Linked DNA regions of Cricetulus griseus: region 1 is linked to region 2. A link is a contact called in public Hi-C data. All regions are on one chromosome and are shown on one strand. The core of a region is the stretch at or near the end of the contact, and the rest is flanking DNA. Distances in the headings are between cores, read along the strand shown. Region 1 holds the start of Wnk1 (serine/threonine-protein kinase WNK1). Region 2 holds the start of Ninj2 (ninjurin-2).

What was found. Hi-C and Micro-C count contacts between places; a contact is called where the count stands out from the background.
Region 1: a contact with region 2 is called in a Hi-C map of fibroblasts, with 4 times the contacts expected there. The contact joins the promoter of Wnk1 here to the promoter of Ninj2 in region 2. A contact is called at or near these places in 4 of 8 Hi-C or Micro-C datasets (the CHK-Q cell line, the CHL-YN cell line, the CHO-K1 cell line and 1 more).

What each region holds. Positions count from the first base shown.
Region 1 is chr8:24,813,149-24,819,483 of CriGri-PICRH-1.0, forward strand. Wnk1 (serine/threonine-protein kinase WNK1) reads left to right here and starts at 3,641. Exons shown (of 29, transcript XM_027429291.2): 1 at 3,641-5,111. The coding sequence starts at 4,362.
Region 2 is chr8:24,667,457-24,673,925 of CriGri-PICRH-1.0, forward strand. It overlaps Ninj2 (ninjurin-2), which reads right to left and starts at 4,912. Exons shown (of 4, transcript XM_027429303.2): 1 at 4,847-4,912. The coding sequence starts at 4,903. It overlaps LOC107978382 (a long non-coding RNA gene), which reads left to right and starts at 1,002. Exons shown (of 3, transcript XR_003487648.2): 1 at 1,002-1,138.

The DNA.
Region 1 (6,335 bases), core at 2,391-4,890, 140 kb after region 2:
GTATCAGATCCCCTGCAGCTGGAGTTATAGACAGTTATGGGCCACCATGTGAGTGCCAGGAATCCAACTGGGGTCTACTAGAAGAGCAATAAGTTCTCTTAACCACTGAGCCATCTTTCTGTGTTAATCTTTTTTCCCTCAGGGCTTTATTTATAAAGTGAAGATTAAAAGGCTTGCTTCCTGAGAAGTGGTTGTGAGGTTCAAATAGGCTTCTTTTTGTAAAGAACTTGACACATAAGTAACTACTTGATCAATGGTTGGCATTATTTTACAGAACAAAGTGACTGAAGAATATAAGACGTGAGCCTAAATAAAAACAATATACTTTAGAAGGTGATCTATGACACAGAGGTAAAAATAATGTATAGTGAAACTTGAGGGGAGAAAAGATTATTTCTAGGTAAAGAGGTCAGAGAGGTTTCTTGCATGAAATACCTTTTGAGTTGATATCCATACTATCCACATTAAACCTGGAAACAGTTAGTTGTTGCAAACCATTTAATAGGAGTTTAAAGTTTAAAATAAGGCCACATAGAGTTGCAAATGACAGAAATAAAACTAAGCTTATTCATAGGCAAGTCAAAGGAACACAGAAAAGGAGGGAAAGGAAACAAACAAACAAAAAAAGAGAGGCTCTCCATGGTATCTTTTTGTCCACAATCCAAGAAGCTACACTATGACCAAAGGGACATGAAAGGTCAGGTAGAGGTGTGTGGTCAGCTTATTTCACCCACTGTCTAAGTTAAAGCTGCCACTGACTTTCATTGCTGGTAAGTTACTAATTGCAAGAGATTGTGTAAACGTAACATATGCTTGGATGGGAAGCAGAAGGAAACATAAGTCAAGAAACTGAACAAGAATAGGAGGCAATACAAAATATGGTGAGAAAGAAGAAAATATTTGCATTCTTAGCTATCTAAATGCCAATGTGTCAAATGTCCCCATACATAGTGCATCCAACTGTACACTGAACTCTTCCAGATACCTATAGTCCCTTGCTGTTTTGTGTGGATGCAAGAGAACTTGATAATTGAAATGCCAGAAAAAGGAAAAGTACTATCAGGAATTATAGTCACAGGTAACAGACATTTATCAGGTTACTTTCGTGGGTAAGCATTACAAAGAGAAATGATCAAAAAAGTGTAGTAATAGCCACGGTACAGTATAAGCTTTAAGTCCAAGCAGCGCACACAGTGACTATACTGTATCTGTTGTATCTGTTTTCACAGTAAAGCTAAGTAAGAAAAGTTGTCATGCTGGTAAGTGTGGTTTTACAGTCAATGGTTATTAAGTTATTTACAAGGACTTTAGGTATTCCTGCTTGAAATGACACATTGACAGACCATAGTTATTGTTAAGGAAGCTGTGCCCATTGCCATGTGACCTAAGTTTCAGGGTCTAGTAGATAGGAATATGAAACAAAGACAGATAAAACTCTTATAACCACCCATACAGAAATATCCTAATTTCTTTTTATAGAGACAAAAACAAACATTTCGATTTATTAGCCTTCTAATTCGCCACTGTATAATTAGTTTCTTTGAGTTATAAACAAACTTTTCTCTCCTAAAGCAACAATTGAAAAAAGTATACTCAGCAGACTCAAGCAAGAAGTTAAACAAAAAAAAAATCACCCCATAGTCATTTCTTCACTTGCTGACATTAGGTTTATGACTGGAGCTAAACCATTAATTACATTTGCGAAAATAGACTTACCATTAATATAGCGAACCAATGACTTTCTTAAACAGTAGAGGGCTAATATTTCAGTATTCTCGCTGTCCCTACCGCATTTGTATTTTAAAGTGTTCACAATCTGCCATCTTTATGTAATCTAACAACCATTGGTTTCAAACAAACTCTAAAGATTCAAGTGTAGTTCTTGGTAAGAAAAAAGAATAGGGAAAGTGCTAACTTCTTTTTAAACGTTTGCGATAAGTTATTATTAATCGTATAGCAAGACTTCTCTGAGAGGAGTTTATCAAGGTACACCGAGTTAACGAATTTTCTAGCTGCTTCCAAACTACTGCTCCTCTTCCTGGGGTCTTGGACTAAGAACGCGGGCTTCAGAGCACGCTCCAGTCCCGGGCTGAGGCTGCAGCGTATCCACGCTCGCTCGGGTGCGGTTGCGTACGTTTAAGCGCTTCCCGCTCTCACCGGTTGGGTTAAGATTTGTAACTGCCATCTGGTTCATAAATTTGTCTCCCTACTCTGTCTGGTGCCCCCTGGTGCTCATCACAACGATAATCTTAGGTAGTAGCAAAGGTGGTCCAGGAAGCACTAAGGATATTTTGAAGAAAAGAATTCCATTACTGTAAACTGTACGGATCTAGGTTTCCCGATTGGTATAAGTTACAAACGTACACAAATGCAAGGCTAGTAAAGAAACGGGTGTTTTACTAAGCCACCGGGGGAAAAACAAAACAAAAGGTAAATAAATTTTACCCAACTATGCCCTCTCAAGTTTGTAATCAAAGATGTAGACTATCTTCGAACACGACTTCCTCCCATGCCTGTCACCCGCCTCCCCCTCACCTCACCTCCCCACCCCCACCCCCCACCCCGTTAAGTTTCTGGCAAAGCCAAGAGGGTTCGCTCTGATCCTGGGTTTTAGGCAGCCCATCTTCGCAGCCAAAGTACTTGTTTGGAAACAGGAGCCGAGCATGTGGTCTTAAGCTGCTGTGGAGGGGAGAAGGATGGAATATATTTGTCTTCCCCAACCCATTTAATTAACAGTGATCTTTTGTGTACACTTCACAAAGTTTCCCTGGAGTCTTCGAGCTCGGGCTCTGGTGATCCAGCTCTGCCTCCCTCTCCACTCCCACACCCCTAGTCACTCAACACTGAGGAGGCTCTCCATTAAAGGCGAACAACAGATCATTTTTCATTGCATGGCAGCCCTGTGAGCTATCTAAGCAGAACATGACGGAAGCCTCTCGTTCTCTCCTCATTTCTTCCCCCCCCCCCTCTCCTTCACTTCTTTTGCAGTTGATTCCTAAATAATGATTTTTGGTAGGGAGCGCTGACTTTGGGATGGAATTGAGCGACCCACGATGACGCTCCCATCAGGCTTTCAGAAGGGGCGGTTTTCAAAAAAAGGAACTACAATTCCCAGGAGGCACTAGGCTAGAGCCATCGCAGGGCATCACGGAAGTAGTAGGAGCCTTCCTCCCTGGTCCCTTTCACGGTTTCTACTCTGAAACTACAAATCCCATTGTGCCTCGAGCTCGGCACGCCTGCGCGAGAGCCCCCGAGAGCGATGTGGGCGGGGCCGCCCCGGGCAGCGGGGGGCGGGGTCCAAGCGGGCTGTGTGGAGGCTTCAGACATCGGCGCCATTTAAAGCGGAGAGTTTCCCGGGCGGACGCGCTTCTTCTGCTCGGCCATCCCGCACTCCCTTCTTCGCTGACAGAAGGCGCCTAGTGGGGTGACTGCTCTTTCTCTCCCTATCCCCCTCCTCCCAGTTCTTTCGGCCTTCTCTCCTCCTGGCCAGAGAAGTAGCGGAGCACGGGCCCCGCAGTGAGCGGCCCTCCCCTCCCCACAGTTCCCTCCCTCCTCTGCCGCCGGCGCCGGCCGGAGAGGGGAAGAGGTTCGCCAGGCCCGGGGCGGGCGGGCGGGGAGGCCTCGGGGACGGGGGGGGCCGCTCCTCAGGCTTCGAGGTTTCGAGGCTCCGGCCCTCGGCGTCTGGTGATGGGCGCCCTGTGAGACCGGCCCCCCCTCTCTGGGCGCGTGCTGCCTGAGGCGGCGGCGGCCGAGTGACCGGGAGCCCGGGCCGCGGCCCTCCTTCCCCTGCGCGGCCCCTCCCACTCCTGTGCCCCGGGCTGCCACCGCCCGGCGTCGGGGCTCGTCCCTCGCGCGCTCTGCCTCCGCCCTCAGGGCCTATCCCGCCGTGCTCGGCGGCGGCGGCGCGGCGGCAGCGCGGCGGCGGCAGCGCAGCGGCAGCGCGGGAGCTTAGCCGTCTTCGCTTTCGTCGCATCCGCTCGCCCGGGAGCCAGCCCCGCGCCCTGCCCCTCATGACTGCGGCGCTTCTGCTGCCACAGCCCTACCGGCCGCCGCTCGCTGCAGGATGGATGCGGACTGTGCGGCGCTAACCCCCGTGGCTCCGCTCCTGCCTCGCCCGCCGACGAGCCCGCCCCGTGAGCCGCAGCAGCCCCGGTGCCAGCAGCAGCAGCAGCCGCCGCAGCCGGACCCAGAGTCCCGCGTCGCCCTCCGGGCGTCTTGTCAGTGCTGAGAGGGAGTCGCCTGGTGGCTCCGAGCCCGCCGTAGGAGCGCTGCCCAGCACTTCTTGGTGGCTCTTCCGGGCCTCCCTGTCCCCTTTTCATTCACGAATCCGAGCCCGCACTCTTCAACCGAGCGGACCAACCATGTCTGACGGCGCCGCCGAGAAGCAGAGCGGCACTCCGGGCTTCCTGTCGCCTCCGGCGCCGGTCCCCAAGAATGGCTCAAGCTCCGATTCTTCCGTGGGCGAGAAACTGGGGGCCACGGTCGCCGACTCCGGAATCGGCAGAACCGAGGAATACCGGCGCCGCCGTCACACTATGGACAAGGACAGCCGTGGGGCGGCCGCCACCACCACCCCCACGGAGCACCGCTTCTTCCGCCGGAGCGTCATCTGCGACTCCAATGCCACCGCGTTGGAACTGCCGGGTCTCCCCCTTTCGATCCCCCAACCGAGTGTGCCCACAGTGGTGCCTCAGAGTGCTCCACCCGAGCCTCACCGGGAGGAAACTTTGACCGCCACCGTTGCTGCCCAGGTGTCTCAGCAGCCCTCAGCTGCTGCCTCCCCTGGGGAACAAGCCGTTGTAGGCTCGGCCACCACCACCGTCTCCAGCAGTACCAGCAAAGACCGCCCGGTGTCCCAGCCCAGCCTCGTGGGGAGCAAAGAAGAGCCACCGCCGTCAAGAGGTGGAAGTGGCAGCGGCGGCAGCAGTGTTAAAGAGCAAGAGAGCCAGCAACAGGATGATATCGAAGAGCTGGAGACCAAGGCTGTGGGAATGTCCAATGATGGTCGCTTTCTCAAATTTGACATCGAAATCGGCAGAGGGTCCTTTAAGACTGTCTACAAAGGTCTGGACACCGAAACCACTGTGGAAGTCGCCTGGTGTGAATTGCAGGTAATGCCCCACCTCCTCCTTTCATATTCGGTCGTTTGGATAGCAAATTTGGCTCCGTTAAGCCAGTTTATCGTGTTCATTCTTTACTTGTAATTCTCTGAATCTGAGTGGGAGGAGGAGGCCAGCTTCCAAAGAGGTTCAAATTGGGAGGTTGTGGAGCTGTAGTAAGGTGTTTGGAAAAAGATAGTAACTATTGGTGTCTAGAGGGATTGCTGCCAGACATGAGGTGAAAGTCATTAGGTACAAACTTGTGTATTTAATATCTGGCCGGAAACTTGGAATTAGTGGGGAAGGGTTTCTCCCTCCCACCCTCTTGAATTGGGCAATGAACCCCAGGCCTGGGCAAGTGCTTTCCCACTGGTCTATATATATATATATATATATATCCTCAGCCTTTGGGGAAAATTATTGCTTTAAGTAAATACCAAACCTTTTTTCTTCTTTGCACTTCAGTCTCATCAGAGTCTCTACAAAAATGAACTGCCTTTTGTGTTTCCCTAAGATCAGGTTGTTAGATTACACCCTGTGCCTTAATATTCAGCTTACTTGATAGTAGCATAGACATTTAGTAAATAACAAAACAGAAGTGCTTTCTAGGTGTGTTAGGACAAGCCTGTAAGTCCCAACTACTCCAGAGGCTGAGGCTGGAGAATCTCAAGTTCAAGGCCAGTTTGGGCTTCATAGTGAAACACTGTCTCAAAAAAAGTAAAACAACCAGTCCCTGACCCCCAACTCTCTTGTCTCTTTCCATTTAAGGATAAGTGCTTTGGGACTAGGATGGTACTGTATGCATCTGCTATTATACCACCTACAGATGCTTAAGCCATGTGGGTCCTGTGATTAGAGTGACTGTCTTCATCCTGTTCAGTCAGTAGTGAATAGTAAAAGTCCATACAAAATTGTAGAAGTGCTTTCAAAGTTGTGTTATTACCATCGTTGTTGTAATCTTGTTATAAAAGATTTTTGTGACAGTGTCCTAAAGTATAGCCTAGACTGGCCTGAAATTGTTGGTCCGTCTTGCCTTAGCCTCCAGAGTAACTAGGGTTACAAGTTTCTGCCACAATGCCAGGGATATAAAAGATTTTTAAACTAAACTTTCCCTAATCTCATAGGGAAGTTTTACTATAGTCCAGACTTAAATAGATTAGTTTGGGCTACAGATTTACAAATTGCTTGACTTATATCAACGATAATAAATATTAGAGAGCACCTATGTAAATATCA
Region 2 (6,469 bases), core at 3,662-6,161:
TTGTAATTTCTCGGTGTCCTCCCCATTCCTGGTGCTCCTGCGTGTAATTGGGGGGGGGGGGCTTCGCTCGTAAACATCATGCATTCAGCCACCGAGTCCCACCTCCAGCCTCCCGGCCTTTTGTTGCTGTCTCTTTAAGAGCCTGTTTTACTGAGGATGTGGGAGGTGTAGGCCTCTCTAAATTCAGGTCTCTCACTTTCATTTCACTTCACTGAGCTCCTCTCCCCAAGGCCAGTTCTTCCACGTCCACAGGGTGGCGTGCAAGGTTCAAAGAAGCCGCTTGGGTACTGGATGTCAGGGTGATATGTCAGCCCCAAGAAAGTGCCTGTCACCATATGATAGGCCCGGATTGCTGAGGAACTTGGGGACCTGAGCCTGAAGACAACACAAATCAATAGCCTAGAACCTACCAGATACAACTGCCAAGGGACAGTTAAAGAAAACCAGTGCTAGCTGAACCTGGTGGTATTGCCTTAATGCCAGTGTGGGATTGTGAATTTCAGGCCATCCTGGGCCATACAGCAAGATCCCAAAACAAAACAAAGAAATATAAAGAAGCCGGGCCAGGGTGGGGTGATAGATGTGGGAAGCAGTGGACCTGGAGCCTGGGGAGGGAGGAGTAGTCTGAGTTAGTGGCTGTGAGACTCTGGAAGACATTGCTTTGAAGAGGGTCCCCTCTTTGGGTCTTTGCAAGTGAGGAAAAGCCTTTTTTCCTGCCCTCCTGGATGGGATTGGCTGTTCCCCTAAACCCTGCAGTAGAGCTTCCTCTTCCCCTTAGCCTCAAGCCCTCTAGCACTTCCATCAGAGATCTGGCTAAGGGAGGGGCATGGGATGAAGGCCGGTGGTGCCTCAGAAGATCTGGCCCTTTAAGGTCAGAGCCCAGGCGGGTCGGAACAAAGGCCCAGGAATGTGGGCTGGATCAGGGAGCAGAGCCATCCAGCATGAGTCATGCATGTTTCATGGACTCAGAATCCCTAGCTTCTACTTGCCTCAGCCTTTCCTGTGGCCAAGGGACAACATGCAGGGTCCGACTGGAGGCTCAGTTCTACCCAGAGTGTGGGTGCTCAGTTTCCTATCTGCAGAACAGGAGGAAAACCAGGTCCCTGGAGGAGAGGCAGAATGACCCTTCCTCCCAGAGGTAAAGACAGAATACAAGTTGTTCTCTTTCTTTCCTAGTCAGATTGGTCTCACAATGCCCATCTCTTAGGGTCTCAGTAGGGCCTGCTCTCCCCAGCTCTGTACTTTCACTCAGTAACAGTGGGACAGTGAGTCTAGGGTCGAGGAGGCCCTGTTCAAGGTACATAGCCCCAGAGATTCCTGCCAGCCAGGGATGCCTGGGAACCTGAAGGTCACTGTAGTTGGTGTGAGTTGAAACAGGGGGGTTGCAGAGGGAGTAGGGGGTAAATTCAGAGGTCCATTCTGGGGCCCAGAATACCTCCAGGACCTAATAGTTTGTGAGTTTGGTGATTGGGGTGGGTAGGTAGAGGATGAACACATCAAAGGCCTAATTTCCTCCCCTTGCCTCACCTTCCCTATTCCAGCATACCATACTCTTAGCCCTCTTGTCAGGCCCCACCCAACTCCCAAGACTGGGGATCCCATCCCTTCAGGTCAGCTCTGTTATTCAGCCCTTCATCTTTGTTGATCTGTATTCTTGCTTCTTTACAAAACTAAGATGGTCAGGAAGGACTGCTTTTTTTTTTTTTTTTTTTTTTACAGAAAAGTAAACATGTTGTTACATTGTTTGTTGACATTCTGGTTATCAGGGACCATGATGTCCATCAGCTCTTTCTGCTTTTTCTTGGAAACAAGATTACAGGGATGCTGCCTCACAGTGGGAGTGTATGTCACGGAAGTTGGATAAGTAACCGTTCTACCAAGAGACTACAGAGGCCTAGAGCCCAGCACGGTGGGTGCTGCCAGGAGGTACAGGCCCAGAAAGCTGAAGGTGGAGACCAGGGTCCCCTCCCTGATCTGTCAAGCTGAAACATGAGCAGGCCAGATCCCTCAACCAGATCCTCATCCGTGCAAGCAAGGAACTGAGTTCTTTTTTAGCAGAGCCATCTAAGAATGGGGAGGACCCCTCCTCTGGGTGGAGAGTCTCAGGGTTGAGGCTATCTTCTGAGAGGAATTGAAGCCAGGCAGCTGTGGGGCTAGGCCAGAGTAGAGACAGTGAATCACTTTGCCCTATGCAGCTCCAGGCACTGGTGACCTTTGGGTGAGTCATGCCTGTCAGTTTTGAGAAAAGCCATGTGGGCAGTCTTTCTGTGTGTCAGCCCAAACCCAGGTTGTACACAGAGTAGGTCCAAAAGAACCATGACCAATAACAACCTTTCAGTTGGCCTCAAAATGGCAGTCCACCTAGAAGTCAAGCCAGGAGCACCAGCAGGGTTGGTGGTGAGTGCCAGGCTTCCAAAGCCTGATTTCCCACCCCAGGAAAGGGTGGGTCCAGCCCAGACAAAATGGCTGTTTGAATAATGACTTCAGGGGAATTATTCTACTAACCGGCTTTAAATAGGTGTTGGAGGGCTCAGCTGCCCTGACTGAAGCCAACTTGGGAGAGTAATGGGCCTGCTCCACTGTGTTGCACACACTGGAACTGCATGGCTGTGTGGCTTCAACATCCTGGAACCATGTGGCTCTCATGGTTACGGAGGACATAGCTGGCATCTGGCACAGCGTTAAATACAGGACATGAGTCAGCTTAGTTCTCATTTAGTTCTGCAAAGTAGGTGAGAGCGTCACCATCTAGTGAGCAAAATGCAGAGAGCCCAAGGAACTCACCCCAAACCACACAGCAGCGCTTCGCTTCCCCCTCTCTCTGGACTGGAGTCTGTAGTTTAACGGCACCCCATAGTGTCCCAGAAGCAAAAAAAATACTTAGGTTCTAATGATAAACATACAAGCAATGCATGGTGGCACCCGTCTGTAACCTCAGCACTCGGGAGGTTGAGAAGGGAGGAAAGCGAGGACAACCTGGGAAAGAAAGGAAATAAAACAAAGAACCCCAAAGATGAAATGTGTGGCGTGAAATGAAAGAAAGCAATCGGATAGGCTGGTAAGGGCACACTGCTCGATGGAAGTCAAGCCCTCAGCCCCAGTAAAGCTTGCTCCAGGCTTTCCTGAGTCTTCAAGGGCTGTTTCCTCAACCCCTACACTGCTGTGGGAAGAAAGGACACAGGCATGAAGATAAACCTTGGGTTCAAAACGTTAAAAGAAAGCTGGGTGATAGTGGTGCACACACCTTTAGCCCCTGTACTCAGGAGGCAGAGGCAGGTGGCTCTATGGAAGCCAGCCTGGTCTAGAGGGCAAGTTCCAGGACAGCCAGGGCAACAGAGAGAAACCCTGTCTGGAAAAGGAAACAAACAAAAAATGTTAAGAGGGGACTGAGGAGAGAACCTGGGAGAATAGGGTTAACTTCAACTTCTTCAGCTGTGAGAGGTGGGAATATCTGTCCTGTTTGCTGTGAGCAGCTGCAGGGAAGCTCACCTGTAGAAGGCTTGCCTATGATTCATAAGGCTTTGGGTTTGAACCCCAGCAACAAAGGGGAGGGAAAGAGGAGAGAGAGAGAGAGAGAGAGAGAGAGAGAGAGAGAGAGAGAGAGAGAGAGAGAGAGAGACAGAGAGAGACAGAGAGACACACACACACACACACACACACACACAGAGAGAGAGAGAGAGAGAGAGAGAGAGAGAGAGAGAGAGAGAGAGAGAGAGAACTTTCGTTTCTGCTACTAACTGTGGCTTCTGGAACAAACCATTTTCTTCAGTCCTCAGTGACCCCCTGCTATCTGATCCAGAAGCTCTCTGTAAAGTAACTCTTCCCACTATCTCACCTACTGGTGGCCACACATCAGTTGCCTTTGTAAACTATCCCTCTCCCCTATCAGAAGGCTAGTGGCACTGTCAATCAAGGGGCTTTGCTGCTTCCAAATTTAGCCAATCAGATTCTCTTGCTCACAGGAAATTAAATTTGAGAGTGTTCTTTCTGCTCTCCATTCTGCCTTGGGCTTTCTGGAACCTGAGTTTATTGTTCTCTCTCTCTCTCTCTCTCTCTCTCTCTCTCTCTCTCTCTCTCTCCTCCCTCTCTCTCTTTTACCCAGCTTTCCCTAGGGATCCATAAGCAACCCACAGCCTTCTAGTGAACACTTTGTTTTGCTGAAGTGCCACAGATAATCCCAATCTTACAGGTCTCTAAAACATTGCTTTGACAAGCTAGAAATAATAATTTTTAAAACTCCCATTTGGCTGTAACAAAAGGTTTATTTCTAGATGAGAGATGACAGCTCAGTGACGGAGGGCTTGCCTAACATGTACAACCCTGGGTCCAATTTGCAACAAGGAGGGAAATGAGAGAAGGAGGAGAGAAAGAGAAAGAGAGGGAGAGAGAGAGAGAGAGAGAGAGAGAGAGAGAGAGAGAGAGAGAGAGAGGCCCTTGAGAAATGCTGACAACCTCCAATTCAGGATTATACTCCCACATGTGGTCCTACAGGCAATTTAAATAATCTGTTCTGCCTCAGGGCCTGTTCCAGCCCAACTTTTGGTGTAGGCTTAGCTTTTCCACAAGCCCCAGGGACTTGTAATGCATCTCTCTACCATGACTCTGTCCACACCCAAGCCATGCCATACACCAGTCTCCCAAGAAAGGAAATGTTCACACAAGCCCGATGACTCTGTGTAGCTAAGGTCCCTTCTCGAGCACTTGGGCTGCTTCTGGGCCACTCATGGGCCTGTCTCCTACTTCTCTTCCCACCCTTCCCCATGGGGCGGGCTGACAGCTAACAGTCTTGAAGGATCTGCCTGTGCCCCAAGCAGGATGCTGAGAAGCAATGCCACACATTACTCACCCTTTCCTGAACAAACTCCACCCTTCCCACCTGCTTCTGGAGGCCTGTCTGCCCCATGCCCCTGGGGGAGTGCCCGCTCTCCTCTGGATCCCTTCCCCCTGTCTGTGCTGGCCTTTGGTCTTCTTTAAGCCTCTAGATGGCTCCCTCCTCTTTGTCTTCTCCATGCCTTCGGGACAAGATCTCACTGCATAGCCCAGGCTGGTCTTGAACTCAGGACCATTCTACTTCTGCTAGTCTAATGCTTGGATGACAGGATGGCATCGCTATGCCCAGCTACCTTCTCTACCCTTTAGGTCCTCTCTTGCATATTCTTGGGTTGCACAGTGCTTAGCTCCGTGCCTTGTTTGTGTTTGGTGTGCAGTGCATTCTGGGCCTGAGCCTCTGTGTAGCAGACTCGAGACCCTAACTGCATTCTGGGATACTGGGGAAGGAACTTAGGGTCTCAAGTATGCTGCACAGTGCTCATCCAAGTATACTCCCAGCCCAGTATTATTTTACTTTCTTCAGCCCCCCCGCCCCGCAAAAAAAAAAAAAAAAAAAGATCTTTAGGGTGAGGCATTAGGACATCACCTCTGGGACAGGGAGTGGCTTGGGATGTATGTAGGAACATCTGCTCCACCCTAAGGACTGTCTTTTCTCCTCTGGACTCCACTTCGGCTGTGACCCTCATGAAGGGCTGATAGCCCGGGTGCTGTCACTATCTTCAGGCCAAAAACTCACAAAAGCGCAGATTCCTCTGGCCTTCTCCTTGGGGCAGGCCCCATGCCTCCACTGTGCCGCCCTTGGCCTTCCATGCCAAGAGCAGCGGTCTTGCCCTTAAAAATCAACAGCGTCTAATCCGCGGTAGGGCGGGGTGTCTTTTGCGTGTTATTCTGGTGATAATCCCTGACTGGCCCTGAATGCTCCTCCAGCCTTGGGTGCAGCTTCGGTGGGAGGCTCCAGCAGCTCCAGGCAACAGGCCTGGGCCTCCAGGCTGCAAAGTAAGGACGAGGGGCGTGGCCTTCGGGGGAAGGGCTGCGGTGCTGCGGTTGTCCAGCAGGGGAGGCCAAGAAACAGCTCAGAGAGGCCCAGGTTAGCTCAACCCCTCCTGGGCCGGAATCCAAGTCTTCTGATGCCCAAGTGACGAGGGGCCAACAGGGTTGGTTCTTCAGTAGAGAAGGCAGAATGTGTAGGCAGGCTGCAAGGGAGGGCCTGCGTGGGAGAACTCGGCGGGGCCTGCGTACTCTTTCCCGGGAGTTTGTCCACCTCCCCTGCAAACAGAGCTCTGCCTGTGGCCTTCAGGAAAGACTACCCAGAGTGAAGCTAACCGTAGATTTACCACACACAAACTGCCCAAGAATCCATCTGCTCTCCCACGGTACCCACTTCAGACCAGAGCACTTTCCGAGGTTTCAAGACCCATTGGCATTTAGCCCTGGAGTTCACTTTGGCTCTGGGGTTACCCCAAAGCAGTATTCCCCAAGTCCACCCAGCCCACCTCTGCTGACTGTAGGTAGATCAGCTTTTTAAGTGTCATGTAAAAGAGTTAACATGTAAACAGTAACAGTCGAATATAGACAGTGCTGCTTGCTGGGCATAGCTTTCATACTGAGTGTAACTAGTGCCCGGTTTCTAAGTGAAGAA